Linked DNA regions of Mus musculus: region 2 is linked to region 1. The links are chromatin contacts, called in public HiChIP or PLAC-seq maps. All regions are on one chromosome and are shown on one strand. Each heading gives the region's core, a stretch centred on a gene start, on an enhancer-like site or on the middle of the called end of the contact. The rest is flanking DNA. Distances are from core to core; before and after follow the strand shown.

What was found. HiChIP or PLAC-seq counts read pairs in DNA pulled down with a chosen protein or histone mark.
Region 2: a contact with region 1 is called in an H3K27ac HiChIP or PLAC-seq map of thymic regulatory T cells, with 5 times the contacts expected there. The contact joins two enhancer-like sites. A contact is called at or near these places in 1 of 39 promoter capture datasets (pre-B cells), 1 of 15 datasets of contacts at CTCF or cohesin (large pre-B cells) and 3 of 115 datasets of contacts at active chromatin or transcription factors (large pre-B cells, pro-B cells and thymic regulatory T cells).

Annotation. Positions count from the first base shown.
Region 1 is chr8:13,595,985-13,603,426 of GRCm38.p6, reverse strand. Rasa3 (RAS p21 protein activator 3) reads left to right here. Exons shown (of 24, transcript NM_009025.2): 5 at 5,137-5,213. Among named protein-coding and RNA genes, the nearest start is that of Gm34795, 16 kb to the right of the region's middle. Within about 2 kb of position 3,071, at least 135 of the 459 cell types and tissues checked have an H3K27ac peak or open chromatin away from gene starts, as enhancers often do. A contact at or near this core is called in thymic regulatory T cells, where this site is marked.
Region 2 is chr8:14,988,749-14,996,190 of GRCm38.p6, reverse strand. It overlaps Arhgef10 (Rho guanine nucleotide exchange factor (GEF) 10), which reads right to left. Exons shown (of 29, transcript NM_172751.3): 27 at 4,957-5,131. It overlaps Gm35149 (a long non-coding RNA gene), which reads left to right. Exons shown (of 2, transcript XR_001778521.2): 1 at 1-313; 2 at 1,462-2,057. Among named protein-coding and RNA genes, the nearest start is that of Gm35149, 4.1 kb to the left of the region's middle. Within about 2 kb of position 3,885, at least 273 of the 459 cell types and tissues checked have an H3K27ac peak or open chromatin away from gene starts, as enhancers often do. A contact at or near this core is called in thymic regulatory T cells, where this site is marked.

The DNA.
Region 1 (7,442 bases), core at 1,822-4,321:
AGGCTCAGAATCTACCACTCCACTGGGCCAGGAGTGAGGGCGTGGGTGGGTGGGTAGGCAGCGACTTTGCTTAGAACTCAGGTGAGTTCATCTCTTGGGACGGTCTCGTTAGACGAGTGTTACATCACAGGTCCATGAATGTTGTACTGTGTCAGGATCCCTGCCTTCCTTAGGCTGGGGGCCTGAACCACATTTTACATACCTGTTAACCATGTGAGTTATTGATACTGCTGGGCTAGTAGATGTCTTTGCAACTTTAGCCCTTGTACACATTTGTATCACAGCTACTACAATCAAGATTCAGAACCATTTTATCACCACAAAGCTATCGGTATAGATGCATATGTCAATCTCATGTCTGGAGGGGGATTTCTTCTCAATGCTGGAAGGTGACTAAGGCATCATTGGGGCAGCTCAATTTTTCCTTGAAGCTTGGCGTGTATGTCAGTGAAAATAGATCTTGACCTCAGCCCTCTAGTCGTCTGAGACCTAGGATCCTGAAAGGCAATTGAAAAGGCTGGAGAAATGGAGCAATAATTAAAGAAAGCCCAGCATCCCCTTGGTAGTCCTCAGCCAACTATAACTCCAGTTCCAGGAGATTTAACGCCCTCTTCTGGCTACCGCAGGCACTGCATGCACGTGACACACAGTAGTGCATGCAGGCAGAATCCCCACATACGTAAAAAGAAATAAATCTCAAAAAAAAATAATTAAAAAAAAATAAGTCTTCGCTGCTGTTGCTGGGCTGAGGGATAAGTAGGTCTCTGTAGGACTCGGTCCCTCTCTGGTGAGTGTGACACTAGAACTTCATTCACAGTGGCCGAGATAGGGAGGCGGCACCTCCCCTTAGCCTGACCTTTAAATGGTAACCGCCATCTTTGCTCCGCAGCTGTGGCTTGTTTTGAAAATGTCACATTTACAGTTTCTAGAAGGGCAGAGAGAGTGGCATTTGGGTTCTTGGATCCACCTGTTTTGTAATTTGTGGGAAGGAATCACACATTACAGCAGAGGGAACGGGGCCCACAAGAGAAACCATGTGTCACTAGAAGTGGAGAAAAAGACAGCTAAATGTCTTGCTTCCTTCTGGAACCAACGCTGTTCAGAGGTCTTTGATGAGCCGCTTTATTATATAGAACCAGCCACTTCTGCTGCTCCCTTCACAGAGACTCGTCAGCTACGGGGATGGCCCTGTCAGGAAGGCAGGGGCTGCAGCTGGCGTGGCGCCCCACAGCCTCCAGCATCCTCTGGTTCTGAATGGTATGGAGAAGGATGGCACTGGCCCCTCCCCTACTGCAACACCCCATATCTGTGTTTCTGAACTGGTTATGGACATGTAATGTATTCAGGACATATGGTATGTCACCCTAGATCTGCCATTCATACAGGCAAATACCATCTTGGTCAGAGAAGGGGTGGGCATGCCACCTCTCCCAGAGTGTTTGGGAGTGTGTCTTTAGTGTCAGATCATATAAAAGGTTGCCAGTGGTTGCCCATGGTCAAGGGCCACTTTTTTCTCTGGGGTTTTTGAAAGCATGGGAGCTGAGAAAAGTGTTGACTTCCTTCCCTGGCCCAGTCCTGCCTCTGGGTTTGTTTGCTTTTGTTTGTTTGTTTGTTTGTTTGTTTTGTGCGTGCCTCATCCGGTCTTGGCTACACAAATCTCACCTAGAGCCATCTCCACATTTCTCCCTGCCTTGGCCTAGTGACCACTCAGGCTGGTAGGGATGGTTTAGAGGGGAGTGTCCCTTAAGGAGCCACCCTCTCATGATGACCTGGCCAGGAGTCCTCTCAGTTTCATGAGGCAGCAATACATTCGAAATTTTGTTACCAGTTAAGTTTTTGGGGACACTAAGCAGAGATCTGAGCTGTGTCCATCTTCCTGGAGCCTTGACAGCCCCCTTCATAACAGCGTTGGCAGTCATTGTTTCCCAAAGTACACACCCTCGGTGTTAAGTGGGCCACAACCCGCTTGCTGCACAGGCGGCGTTCCTTTGCATGCTCAGGTTGGACACACCCTCACTGAGGTCTTGGGAAGTTGCGTCTTTCTCTTTTTGTTTGGGTAACCTGACTACAGGTCTATCGCTTCAACGATCTCTTCAGCGGATCTGTTTGGGGTTTTGATTTCCTCTCACTTCCTGCTTTTCAGATTTTGCTGTTTTTGGTGTGTGTGTGTGTGTGTGTGTGTGTGTGTGTGTGTTTGGTTATTTCTGCTTTCGGAGGATAACTCTGTCCTAATTTACTGATTCCGGGTCTTTCTCCTTCCCAGAACATGCATCCCACGAATCCTGCTAAGCTGTACTTTCATTTTCATTTATTTAAAAATACTTTTAAATTTGCCTTAAGACTTCTCTAACCAGAGTGATATTTGGAAGTCGTAATCTTCGTGTATTTGGAGGGTTTCTTTTGGTTACCAGTTTCTAGTCCGTCCCGTGAGTGCTGAGAGTGGACTCTGGTTTTCCCCCCATGTATCTGATGAATGATGCTGAAGGTACTTCCCTTGTCCCCAGCGAACTCAGTAGGGTAGTCCCTGCTGTGTGACAAGGTCTAGGAACTCCGATTAGCTCCTCTCAGGACCTCATACAGTGGAACCGGGCCACCTGTCACCGCCTCTGTTCTCGGACATTCTTGATATTCATCTCAAGGCTGGAGGGAAGACTTGTGGCACTTCCTTTCCAGGCCATGAAATAATGTTTCTCTCTCGGATCAGAGTGAATTCGGAGCCACCTGTCTGTCCTTCAGCAGGTCTTGAAGAGACGGAAGGCACCTGACCCTGTGCTGTAGGAGCTAACTGAACCAAGATATGGGACCTGGGAACAGAAAGTATGACTCTGAGGGCTGAAACACAGGTGTAAACCTGATGGGTTGCTGTGCACCACCTGACCACAGGGCAAGAGGCCCCTCCCAGCCTCCACCCTGACACCTCTCCCCATAGGCAACGCCCATCATGTGCAGGGCTAGAACCAGAGAGACTTCTGGCCACAGGCTTGCCTAGAGCACCTTCATGGTGCAGAGGGGTCATGGCGGTGGCGGCTGTTTCACCTCCTCCTGGCCTCTCCCAGACCTCTAGAAACGGAAGCCGCTGCTCACTGAGGTGGGAGCCGCCCTAGTGAGGAGTGTTTGTGCTGAGTCTTGGGGGCACCGCTAGTGTGTGGGAAAAACAGGAAACAGGAAGGCAGCTGCCATCAGCTGTGGGAGGTGGGGTCATCTACCTCACCCCAGTGCTTCTGCCTTTCAGAGGCTAAAAGATGAAATGAGCTCCATCCATCTGAACAGCTCACAGCTGGGTCCTAAAAATGGCCTGCTGGTGGTAAGGCCAACTTCAGGGGCCGGGGATGGCCACTGCAGCACCCGGCAAGCTCCAACAGTCATGGAATATGGAGCTACAAAACTCACTCGATATTGTGCCTCTTAGTGTTTGGAGGTTTCCTCATCACTAAACAGCCGAGGGCAGGGACACGGCGTGGGGAGAGCTGGTACCCACCTTCATGGTCCTTCTGTCTTAGTTACGGTTCCTATTATTTTGATTAAATGCCATGGCAGAAAGCAACTTGGGGAGGAATAGGTTTATTCTACCTTACCATGTGCAGTTCATCACCCAGGACAGGAACCTGGAGGCAGGAGCCAGTTCAGAGGCCATGGAGGGATGCCGCTTACTTCTTTGCACTTCATGGTTTGCTTAGCCTGTTTTCTTGGGACAGTCGGGGACAGCCAGACCCAGGGATGGCATGACCCACAGTGGGCTGGGCCCTCCTCCATCAATCAATGATGAAGAAAATGCTCCATAGGCTTGCCTACAGCCCAGTCCTGTGGCGACATTTCTCAATGGTAGTTCTCTAACTTTGTGTCAAACTGACCAAGACAACCCAGACGCCTTATGTCAGCATTTTGGGGTGGCAAAGGCAGGAGATCCAGAACTCACTGTCACCTCAGAAGCCTGAAAGAGTGTCCCTAGACATTTAGAGACCTCAGTTCAAGTCAAATCAGGATTTGTGGCGTCGATGCAAAAGAGGATTTCGTTTCAGGACTGGCTAGTATGAACTAGCGCTGGGATTTAATGAAGATATTTGAATATAGAATTAAGCACAAAGGTTAAGGGAAAGGCTTTCAGAAGGAAGACACGGGAGAGCGTGGGTGTGATCCTCTCACATGTGAGAGTGTTGGTGTGATCCTCACACTCCTGAAAGCATTTCATGTGGGGATTTCACAGTCACAGAAAGCAAACCACCCAAGTGTAGCTACTCTCTCTATTAGTAGGGTAATAGTTCATGACTGTCTTTGAAGGGATGCTACACCTAACTGAGGTCACTGAGGAGTCCCTGAGGGGCTCCCCACAGAATGACACTTGATAAGGTGAAAGTCTAGCTCACAGTGACAGACAGGTATGATGTCTTTACTGTGAACTAAGGTATCAGTTTTGGGCTCTCCTAGGCAAGGCCTTGTTTGAAGGCTCAGGAGCCCAAAGGTGTGATCCTCTCACATGTGAGAATGTTGGTGTGATCTTCACACTCCTGAAAGCATTTCATGTGGGGATTTCACACCCGCAGTCACAGAAAGCAAACCACCCAAGTGTAGCTACGCAAGAGGCCGTGGAGACTTTCTGGTTTAGCCTCCCCTTCTCTAATGACAGGCATCTTGGATTAACATTTGTGTGCACTTAACCCACGGGAGGTCCCACATCTCACGGGAGGTCCTACATCCCACGTGGATACTGCTAAGGAGCAGGGCCTACTCTCCTGATGCCTTTCCCTCTTCATCCTCATGGTGTGACTGTGTAGAGATAAACAAAGGAGGTTGGGGTTGCCAGCTACCTGTCACCCTTCTAGAAGCATTCATGAAAATTAACTTCATGGAGAATGAGACTTGAATGCTCTGGCCTCCCCATGGAGATCGCAGCCCTCTTGGGAGAGTCTTTCCTGCTGGGTCTCACTATAACATGCCCTGGACATATGCATTCGTAGCATTCCTAGGGGCCACATGTCTGCGTGTCCACATGTCCTTTTTTTATGCTTTTAAGCCCATTACCTCTCCAAGTCTGAGTTTCTAGGTCTGGCACCTTCTGGCACAAGTACCAGCCACTTGAAGGGCCACAGATTTCCCACAATCCTTGTCTGCTTGTGACACCATCCTTGTGCCTTACAGGGCAAGGTCCACCTGGAGCTGAGACTAAGTGAGGTCATTACGGACACTGGTGTCGTCTGCCACAAACTCGCTGCACGGTAAGTCACCTGGGGAACTGAGGACATACTGCGTTTCTCCAGAGGTGGCCTCTCTCATCCCTCCTGCCCCCCTGGAGCTGATGCTTACCCACCCCGGGCGTGATGTGCAGCTCCTGCAGGTAGCCTGACTTACTCAATCGTACTTCCTACTAATACTTCATACTTCATACCACACTTCAGCTGAGAAGGGGGCCCTGCTTTCCAGAGCTAGAAATAGAAATGAGCAGACATGCAGGGGGACTGGAGCAACAACAGTGAGGTCACGTGGGTGGGTATGGACACATGAGGTCACTCCTAGCTAGAGTTAATCCCTGGACTTAGCAGCAGAGCACTCGGCAGCACCTCTATAAGGGTAGCAGGCTCTATAGCTATCTGTGGCTCCAGGGGAATGTAGATAGACACATTCCACTTTGCATTCAGACTTCAGGTCGGCTCCACCCTGGCACTGTACACCAAGTTGAGACCTGCCCTTTCATATCATGCCCCTAAATATACAAGACAGATTCATTGCTTCCTCTCCTTCTATCAAGTGCTACTCCACTATAACAAGATGGCTTTCAGGTCTCAGAGGCGCCCCCTCTCCCTCCACGAGGGACTCAAGCTGTGTCTTGGAGAGTCTTCCATGTGGTTGGGCAAGTAGAAGTGAGCTCTGGTGATTAAGAATGCCACCATGTTTTTCTGTTACTGTAACAAAATACCCGAGGCCAGGCAACTTACAAAGAACAGAGACTTGTCCACCACAGTTAAGGCCTTGTGCTGTGTCCTAATACAGAGGAACACCCCACAGTGAAACTGACAACCGGCTGGCTACTGGCTGAGCCTTCATCTCGCTACCCTGAGTGTGGTGGCTGTGTTTCAGGAGCTGTAAGGAGGCCTCAGCCAAGAGAAAAAGTCTGTTTGCAATAAAGATATAGGAGAGTGATCCTGAGAAAAGGGGGTCAGAGACTAATCCTGCCGTGGCCACTGGACACACCTAGCCGCCTTCAGCTGTCCAGTAAAGATGAAAAGGGAAGGTTAGCAACCCCACCCCTCAGTGCAGCAGTGGGACCCAAGCTGCCCACGTAGGCTTGGTCAGGAATTAGTGTAGATGCCACCTTCCGAGACATCTCCGTATACTGTGTTTCCCTGTTGAGCTCCTCACTGGTAATATGGTGCCATAACTCAACATCCCCGCACCAACTCAGCGAAGGCACATCTTGAGGGTTCAGTTGAAGAGCAAAGCCCATGACTATTAAACACACAACGCCACAGTTCTTGTACTTTAAACTCAAGATTTGGGGACTTACTGGGTTTCCAATTCTTCCTTTCGGGACTGGAGACTTGGTGGACGTTTTCTTATTATTCTCATTCACACAGATATGTCCTTGTGGCAGAACCTTCCCCTAATGAGTAAAGATTTCAAGGGACCAATCACTGGGCGGGACAGAGGCGGGACTTCTGGGTGGGAGAGAGGAAGATGGGAGGCAGGAGAAAGATACTTTTCTGCCAGTGCCATGACGGCGGTAGCATGGATTACCATTTAATTTTCCACGCAACATGCCCTGTGTTCGTGAACCTTGATTCCTGAAAAGTTGGACTTAGACAAGTGCACAGTGTGGGGCTATCCCTGATTCTAAGCCAGATAAACATGGCTTCTGGATCTCAAGGATCCCAGATTTGGGCTGCAGAAGGCTTGGTGGTTAAGAGCATCTGCTGCTCTTGCAGAGGACCAGCGTTTCATCCCCAGCACCCACTCTTGGCTAGTTCACCAGCTCCGGAGCCAGGGAACCCTTAGTGTTCTTCTAGCCTCCTAAACTTCACAGAGGCTAACATCTGCCTCAAAGGCCAGTATCAATGGAGACGGGAACTAAAAACCAAGAGTCAGCCGAAAGCCTAGATACGGAACTCACAGGCCGGTGTAGGCAAATACTGGTGTCAAAATACATAGACAACCGTGATCCGTCACTGTAGATCTCCTGCCTATAGGCAGTTGTGGGATTCCAGGCTGAGAGCTTGCACTCCCAGGAGGCAAGAGGGGACCCATGAAGGAGTTATGAGTGCAGGCCTCTGAGCAGCAGAGGGCAGTGCTGGCCCTGGGTGACACGCTGGTACTTAGCTGTCTGTCACCTAGGTGCTTTGGAGAGGCTGTGATGGTGGTAGCCAGAGGGCTCGATACCCTAAGACGTAGTTTGATGAAGGCCACCTGCTTGGACCCCTGTCCTTCGGCAGCATTTGGTAACTGCTGATCCA
Region 2 (7,442 bases), core at 2,636-5,135, 1.4 Mb before region 1:
TAGGAACCTCGGAGGATAGATACATCCTCACCCCAAGGTCTCAGCTGTGCTCTGCGCAGGGGCCTGAGGACCAGCCACGCCCACGGACCCAGGCTGCCAATCAACTGCACGCAAAGCTCCACAAATCACAGCCTGCCACGGTTGCGCTCTTCTGACTCCTAAAAGGTTTTGCGTTGGGAGACATACTTTCCTTTACTTTTTCTACAAGGAAGAATTTTTGAATTCATGGCTTTTAGAGTGTTCATCTGGGCTTTTAGAGATGCCTGTGAAATACTTTTGCTGTGAACAATCTCACTTCAAAGACAATTAACAGGTAAACCGGGCTTCTCATGTGTGTAATGTCATCTCATTTGGTAGCTTCTAAAAATGACTTATCATCAAAGCACGAAGGATGAAAGAGTCGCTAGATATTTCTGTTCATCCAGAAATATATCTTGTATCCTTCATTCTCTCTTCGATTCTCCCACATGTAAACAGTGTGTGTGTGTGTGTGTGTATTTTTTTCAGAGAAATTTCACTTTTACACCTACATTATCTTAAGTATAGTAGGAATCTGGGAAGTGTTCCATTGCCTTTTCAAAGCTGCCCCTTCTGTCGGAAGTGTGTTTCCCCAGGAGAATGAAGAGACTAACATGGTAGTGTCTTACAGTGGGATGAGACCTAGAGGGGAAGGGCAGGAAGCTGGGAGACAGAAACCCTGCATGGATGCAGAGATAAAGGGTGCCTAGGGGCGATGTAACAGGGCCTCACACACGATCCCCAAACACTGCCCCATGTCGTTAAGAAAAAAAGGGCCTTAATAATAGGAAGAAAGCAAGTGAGCCCCAGATGCTGCTATTTCCTATTTTTTATTTAGGGACTAAATACAAACTTGTTCCAGGAACTGGCCATTGGCTGCCCGGGTCACCCCCCAGCTGCCCAGAGAGATGCTGCCCAAGTGCCAGCTGTGTGTGTGCCTGCATCCAGTTCCCCATTCACACACAGCCACGAGCACAAGCTAACTCACAGCCCCCATCCAGTCCCCATTCACACATAGCCACGAGCACAAGCTAACTCACAGCCCCCATCCACACATAGCCATGAGCACAAGCTAACTCACAGCCCCCATCCACACATAGCCATGAGCACAAGCTAACTCACAGCCCCCATCCACACATAGCCACGAGCACAAGCTAACTCACAGCCCCCATCCAGTCCCCATCCACACATAGCCATGAGCACAAGCTAACTCACAGCCCCCATCCACACATAGCCATGAGCACAAACTAACTCACAGCCCCCATCCACACATAGCCATGAGCACAAGCTAACTCACAGCCCCCATCCACACATAGCCATGAGCACAAGCTAACTCACAGTCCCCCATCCACACATAGCCATGAGCACAAGATAACTCACAGCCCCCTGATGACTAGGGCCGTGGCACTTAGAAGACTCACACTCATTTTTTTTTTTTAATAGGAAACTTGGCCCTTTGACTTGACTGCATCACTTCTGGACGCTGTATCCGCTCCACGGGGACACAGGAGGTTGAGTGTGGCCCAGCACCTCTGTCACCCCTCTCTGCTTGCTCTGAGTTCAGAGGACAGGACAGGAAACACCTGTGCAGCAACCCCGGGGCTGCCTGGGGCCTTCCCACACTGCAGCCACACCTTCTGTTTCTTTGCTCGCTGAGTCCCACGCCTGCCCCTGGCTAAGGTCTACTGCTGGGCCGAGAGTGCACAGTGTGGTGGTTTACGTTAGGAGCCTGTGCCGAACGGCCTCAGAACTGAATTCTACGAGGAAGGGGAAGGCGACCTTCTGAGACCCCAATTCATGTGGTCCACAGGGTGGTCTTAGAGGAGAGTGCTCTGATTAAGTTCTGATGGTTACAGCATCTTTTTTTTTTCTCGAAATTTTGTTCTTTTTGGCTCAGTGTGTCTCCATCAGCAGGACCCAGTTGGGTTTTTACAATGACATGAAAAGACGCTTGCCTGTGCTGTTTCCACACACGCCTGCGTGGGCACTTTCTGCGCGCAGTAGTACATTAGTGGCTCAAACACTCAGGCTGCGGTGAACACTGCTCTGAAACACTGTCTTTATTCTATCTAAACCACAGCGTTTGTGTGTGTGTGTGTGTGTGTGTGTGTGTGTGTGTGTGTGTGTGTGTGTGTGTGTGCCAGAGATCAGACAGCCCACCAGGCATGTTCTGGGATGCTAGGAACTACTGTTGGACATGGGAGACAGAACGGGGGTTCTCGTTCAGGCAGAGTTCGACTGGGTTAGTCTTCCCTAGTGGCCAGGCTGGGGATAGCTCCACAAGACCACTGGAAGAACACTGGAGGCTGAGAGCCTGATAAGGCCTCCCAAAGGTGGAGTGGAAGCCACTTAATAGCTGGCACAAGACACTGCAGAATGTCTTCCCTTCAGCCCCAGGCTTCCCAGTCCATTCTGGTCTGACACACCTGTCTGTCCCACCCACACACGAATAAGAAGCACAACGAGCTACACAGAAGCAGATCAAAATCTGTGACAGAGGGTCTCCCCCACCCCTGCTGTGTCCAACATGACTTCTATCAGTCCATCGTCCACGGCTGTGACCAAATACCTGACATTAGCAACTTAAAAGGACAAATGACTCCGGCCCATGCTTTCAGTAGTTCCATGGCTTCTATGCTGCTGGCAAGCCAGCATATGACAGAAGGGTGTGTGGAGGAAAGCTGTTCATCTCATGATAGCTGAGAAAGGTTAGGAGCTGTGTGGAGGAGTGGGGTGGGGGGCATGTGTCCAAGGCATTCCTCCAGCAACACGCCTCCTCTAACTACACCCCATTTCCTAGTTTCCTCTACCTCTCAACACCATTGAAGTATGAAGCCACCGTTGGATTAGGCCAGAGCCCTCATGGTCCAACTGTCCCTAACCTTAAACCCACAGGCTGTCAAGGGGCAGTGCTATATTCAAACCATAACACTTTCAAGAGACTCTGGCATGCCCTTTGATCGGTGAGGTGGGTGGGCCTCTGGAAAATGGAAAACAGTCCCATGAATCTGGTGGTGCCAAGGAGGGCCAGGCTTTGTAGGGAAGGTTGGGAACAGTCAATGCTTGGCCAACTGGAAGCAGAGCAGGAGGCTGAGGAGGGGCAGCCATGGCTACAGGCGAGCGGAAAGAAACACAAGAGTGCCCTGCAGTGCACCTCAGCTACAGACAGAACACTGCACACCCGAGCCGGCCGGTTAGTCAGTGTTTCCCAGTCAGCACTGGCTGCCTGCCTGGGAGGGAGGAGCCTGTACCCACACCGGGTCAGTACCAGGCAGGGGAGAGGAAGTGGGCAAGTGTGCCCTCGCACGTTCGTACGCACCCTGCTGGCCTGAGTCAGTAGCAAGGATTGCCAGTGGATCTGCTCGGAAGCCGGACAGAGGAGAGCAGCCCACAGGTCATTTTTTTTAAATTAGGTACACACCGAGGTCATGGGAAACACCAGTTAACAGAGGGTCGGCAAGATGGAGAGCCTCACAGCTGCCTCACTGTTCACCTGATGGTCTTGCTGTTCCATTGCACTGTATCATGTACGAGGATTATTTTCATAAACACACACACACTCACACACACACACACACACACACACACACACACACACACACTTCACTCACTGGCCAATGCCTCCTTCTCCCAGTCTCTGACAGAAACTGCAGGCAGATGAACACAAGGCAGCCCCCACCCTCACCCACCCACCCCTTCCCCTGCCCTCAGATGGAGGCACTGTGTGACCCCACACATTCCTGTGGTTGGTTCTCAGGATTCCAGGAACCATGGCAACCACAGCTGCTTCCCTGGAGGCCACAGGGCACCAGAGTCAGGATCTGGGCCCCAGAACAATCTAACTCCTGTCCCTTCCCATGTCAATAGAGAGTGCAGGGCATTCTCTGGCCGGATGCAAGCATGTGCTGGCGGCTGGTGACTCTGACACGGTTTCTGTCTAAGGGCGAGGACAGATGCCAACAGCAAACACCTGTCCAGATGATCCACAGAAGCATGCTGGGGGCGGGGGGCAGCCTTGATGCTGAATCACTTTTGTTTTCTAAAAATAACATGTATTTAAAAAAAAAACCCTCCATATTCCTAACGAAATAAAATAGCCTACAATTATCTAAAAAAAAAAAAAAAAAACGGTCAGCGGCCAATCCCACAGGGAAATGCTGGTCAGCAGCCCTAGATGCCTTGTGTCCTCAGGTCTCAGCAGATCTTATCAGTTGGCACCTGTCTTGCCTCTCTGCCTCCCCATCACTCCTCATGTCGGCATCATGACCCCTGAGTTGTTGTTATGCTTTTCCAAGGCGCCTGGAATGGCTTAGCAAACGCTATCCAACACATGAGTTGACAAGTGGCCACGCCCCCACGCCCATCACTTACTTTCTAACTCCGCCCATTACTGTGCTCACTGTTCCCATCTTTCTCCCACGCTCCCCCTGCAGCCTGTTAGGCAGAACCCTGTGGACAAAGGGCCAGCAAGATGCACTTGAGCCTCTCCCTACAAGACCATCCTCCCCAAATCCACCCTGGCATGGCCTCTCTCCTCTCCCTGTTCAAAGTTTTCAGTGATTCCTATTGGCCATGGATATATTTAGGACGATTTATTTTTCCCGGTCTTGCCTCTGGTGCCACTATGTGGTCCACTGTGGCCATTAATGCAGTCTTCATTATATTTGTAGACAGGATGTATACCTGTCTTTACAGGCTACATGTTCATATACATGCTCACACATGAAGCCATGCCAAGTACTACACACAGTAGCTGTGCGCCTATACACACAGGGCACATGTGAACACCCAGGGGCTATGGTCCACATTGGCTATGTGTGCCTTAGCAGCTGATGTCCCTTGAACATCTGCTGCCCTTTCCCCTTCCTTCTGAGGGACCCGGTTGCAGGCTGTATGAGGGACAAGGACATTAGAACCCTGCCTTCCTGGGGGCAGTACCTGGCAGCATGCTATGCACAGGGGCATCAATGTTGACATCCTGCAGGTGCTTCAAGGTCTCTGTGTGGAAGAGGCGGAGGGTGGACCCCGAGGTGAAGGCAATCCAGATGCCAACGCCAGCCACAGCCATGTGGGAGATGACCATCCCTTCATCTTGGTGGGCCTCCAGCTGATTCTGGGGGAATGGAGGAAATGAGGTCACACAGGGTATCGAGGGGTACAGCCAGAGTCTACAACAGTGCTGAGGGCAAAGATGCCACACGGCGGGGCTAGGCTGAGTCACTCCTGGGGATCATGGGGTCTGGGTAGAGATCAAACCCGTGACTGTCAGAGCAGTGGCCTCCGTTCACAGCCACAGAATAGCACCCGTGGGCACAACGCTCTTGAGGCTTCCCCGAGCAGGCAAGTCACTCACAGAACCCAACGCTACTTGCCTTTTATCATGGTACCTTCACAAGCTGAGAGAACAAACTCAACACAACATGAAAGGGGCTACAGGGCGAATGGCTGCTGGCTTAGATCCCTAAGGAGACCCAGCCCACTGAGCAGCACAGCCGTGGGTACCTGGGAGGAGGTCCTTCTCTCCAATCCAGATAAAGCCTGCCGCTCTCCCTCAGACGTAACAGTCCTAGGGTTGCTTCCCTTGAGCCCTGCCTGAAGCAAGCAGCCCTGCCCACAGGGCACTCATTCCCCAATGGGCACCCTCACGGCATCGTTACCGCACAAGGCCTTGCTGGCACACCTCAGCTATACGGTCATCTTGAGACCAGAGGGGGTGTAGAGGCCAAAGCCAAGCCAAGGTGCGGCGTAACAGCACCACAGAAAGTCAAGTAATTCACAGTCAGCATCAATCTTGCCTCTCTAAATCTCAACAACTTAAAATGCTCAGGGGTGGGGGTGAGGGGAGAGACGGGGACAGACATAGCTCTGTGTCCTAAGAGAACAAGGGTGCGCAGCACATGACCCATCAATCGCAGAGGCAACAGGCTTGCCAAGGTTGCAGTAACCCACACCCACACAGATGCTCCCAGAAGAGCTGGGCTGAGCTAAGCTACAGCCTGCATTAACTGTATCTCATTTCAATGGAAGATTCCAGGGTAGGAGTGGCTTTGCTTGTCTGTGGTGGCAGAACCCAGGTTAGGAGCTGTATGGGGATGTCTCCCAACCTTGTCTCCTCGGCCTGTTTTTCAGGCTGCTTGATGCTGGCACACACAAACTAGATTGATTTTTGGATATTGATCTTGTAACCTCCGACCTTGCTGAATTTTAGGTTTTCTTGTTGTTGTTGATGTTTTGTTTGATTTTTTTAATCTGCCAGTGTTGTCCCAGATTCCTTAGGGATTCTGTATTCAAGACTATAGCTTAGCAAATTCTCCTCCGTCCAACCCGACAACACCCACTCAGCCCAACCCCAGCATCTCAGGTAATAACAGTCAACTCTGTGTGGGCAGAGGAGGAGGCGGGCCCCTGAGTCCTCTTTGTGTGTTCACTTACGCTGTTGCCATGCCAACACACAGCTTCCTCTATGTGCCCTGAGACGCTAGCACTGGCCTGGCCCCCAGACTCCTCTCTGTGGGTTCATGTTGTGCACGGTCTGTCTGATGTTCACTGGACGGCCCTGGGGACAGTCTTCCTAGATGCCTTCGCACGGAGAATGGACTCTGTGGCCGGCACTGCCACCCCCACAGGGGCTGTCTGCTTCACTCTGGAGCTCAGGCTGGGTACAGGGACACTTCCTGGGATGCTGAAGAAGGCTGCTGCCCACTAGTCTCGGTGCTGGCATGGTCTTCAGGGTTCTGAGATGCACACCCGTCCACCCACACACACCCTGCACAGTCAGGCATCACTGGAGGAGGAAGTCTGGATCGACAGACACCTCTGCTTCCTGCGTAACTCTGGCCTTAGCACATTGGGTAGATCACTGCGATTGAACTCAGGTCACAAAGAAGCAGGGACCTTCCACGTAGAGCTTGTAATCCAGACACAAGGAATGCACGTCCCCTGCCCAGGACCCTGCCCCTGAGGCAGCTGGGGTGCCTTGGTGGGGGTGCAGGGGGGGGGCTGTGATCCAGTGCCAGGGACTGGAGAAAGAGGTGGCTCTGAATCTCATGCCTGGTCCAAGCAAGGGACGTGGGGTCAGCGGAGGGTCAGACTGCTCTGTGTACTGTTCTCATGACACAGCTAAGCTCATACCTGCCCAGCTCTGGAAATTAGCATCACTTCCTCATTGCAGTTACTCTGTGGAGGTCAAGGCAGGACAGTTTGCCTTGCATTACCGGGTTTCTGTAAGTGCTGAACTGAAGGAGCCTTCCCTTCCCACCCGTTGTCCTGTGCTCTCGGAGGGTGCAGAACTGTCTGCAGGGATAGATGGTCCTCTGCGCATTTGGGGGCACAAATCTTGATCAGGGCTGCCCGTCATTTGAGTTCAGGGTGGAACAGTGACTGCCCCAGGGAACCTGCGGAAGCTGAGTCACAGGACTTTCAGG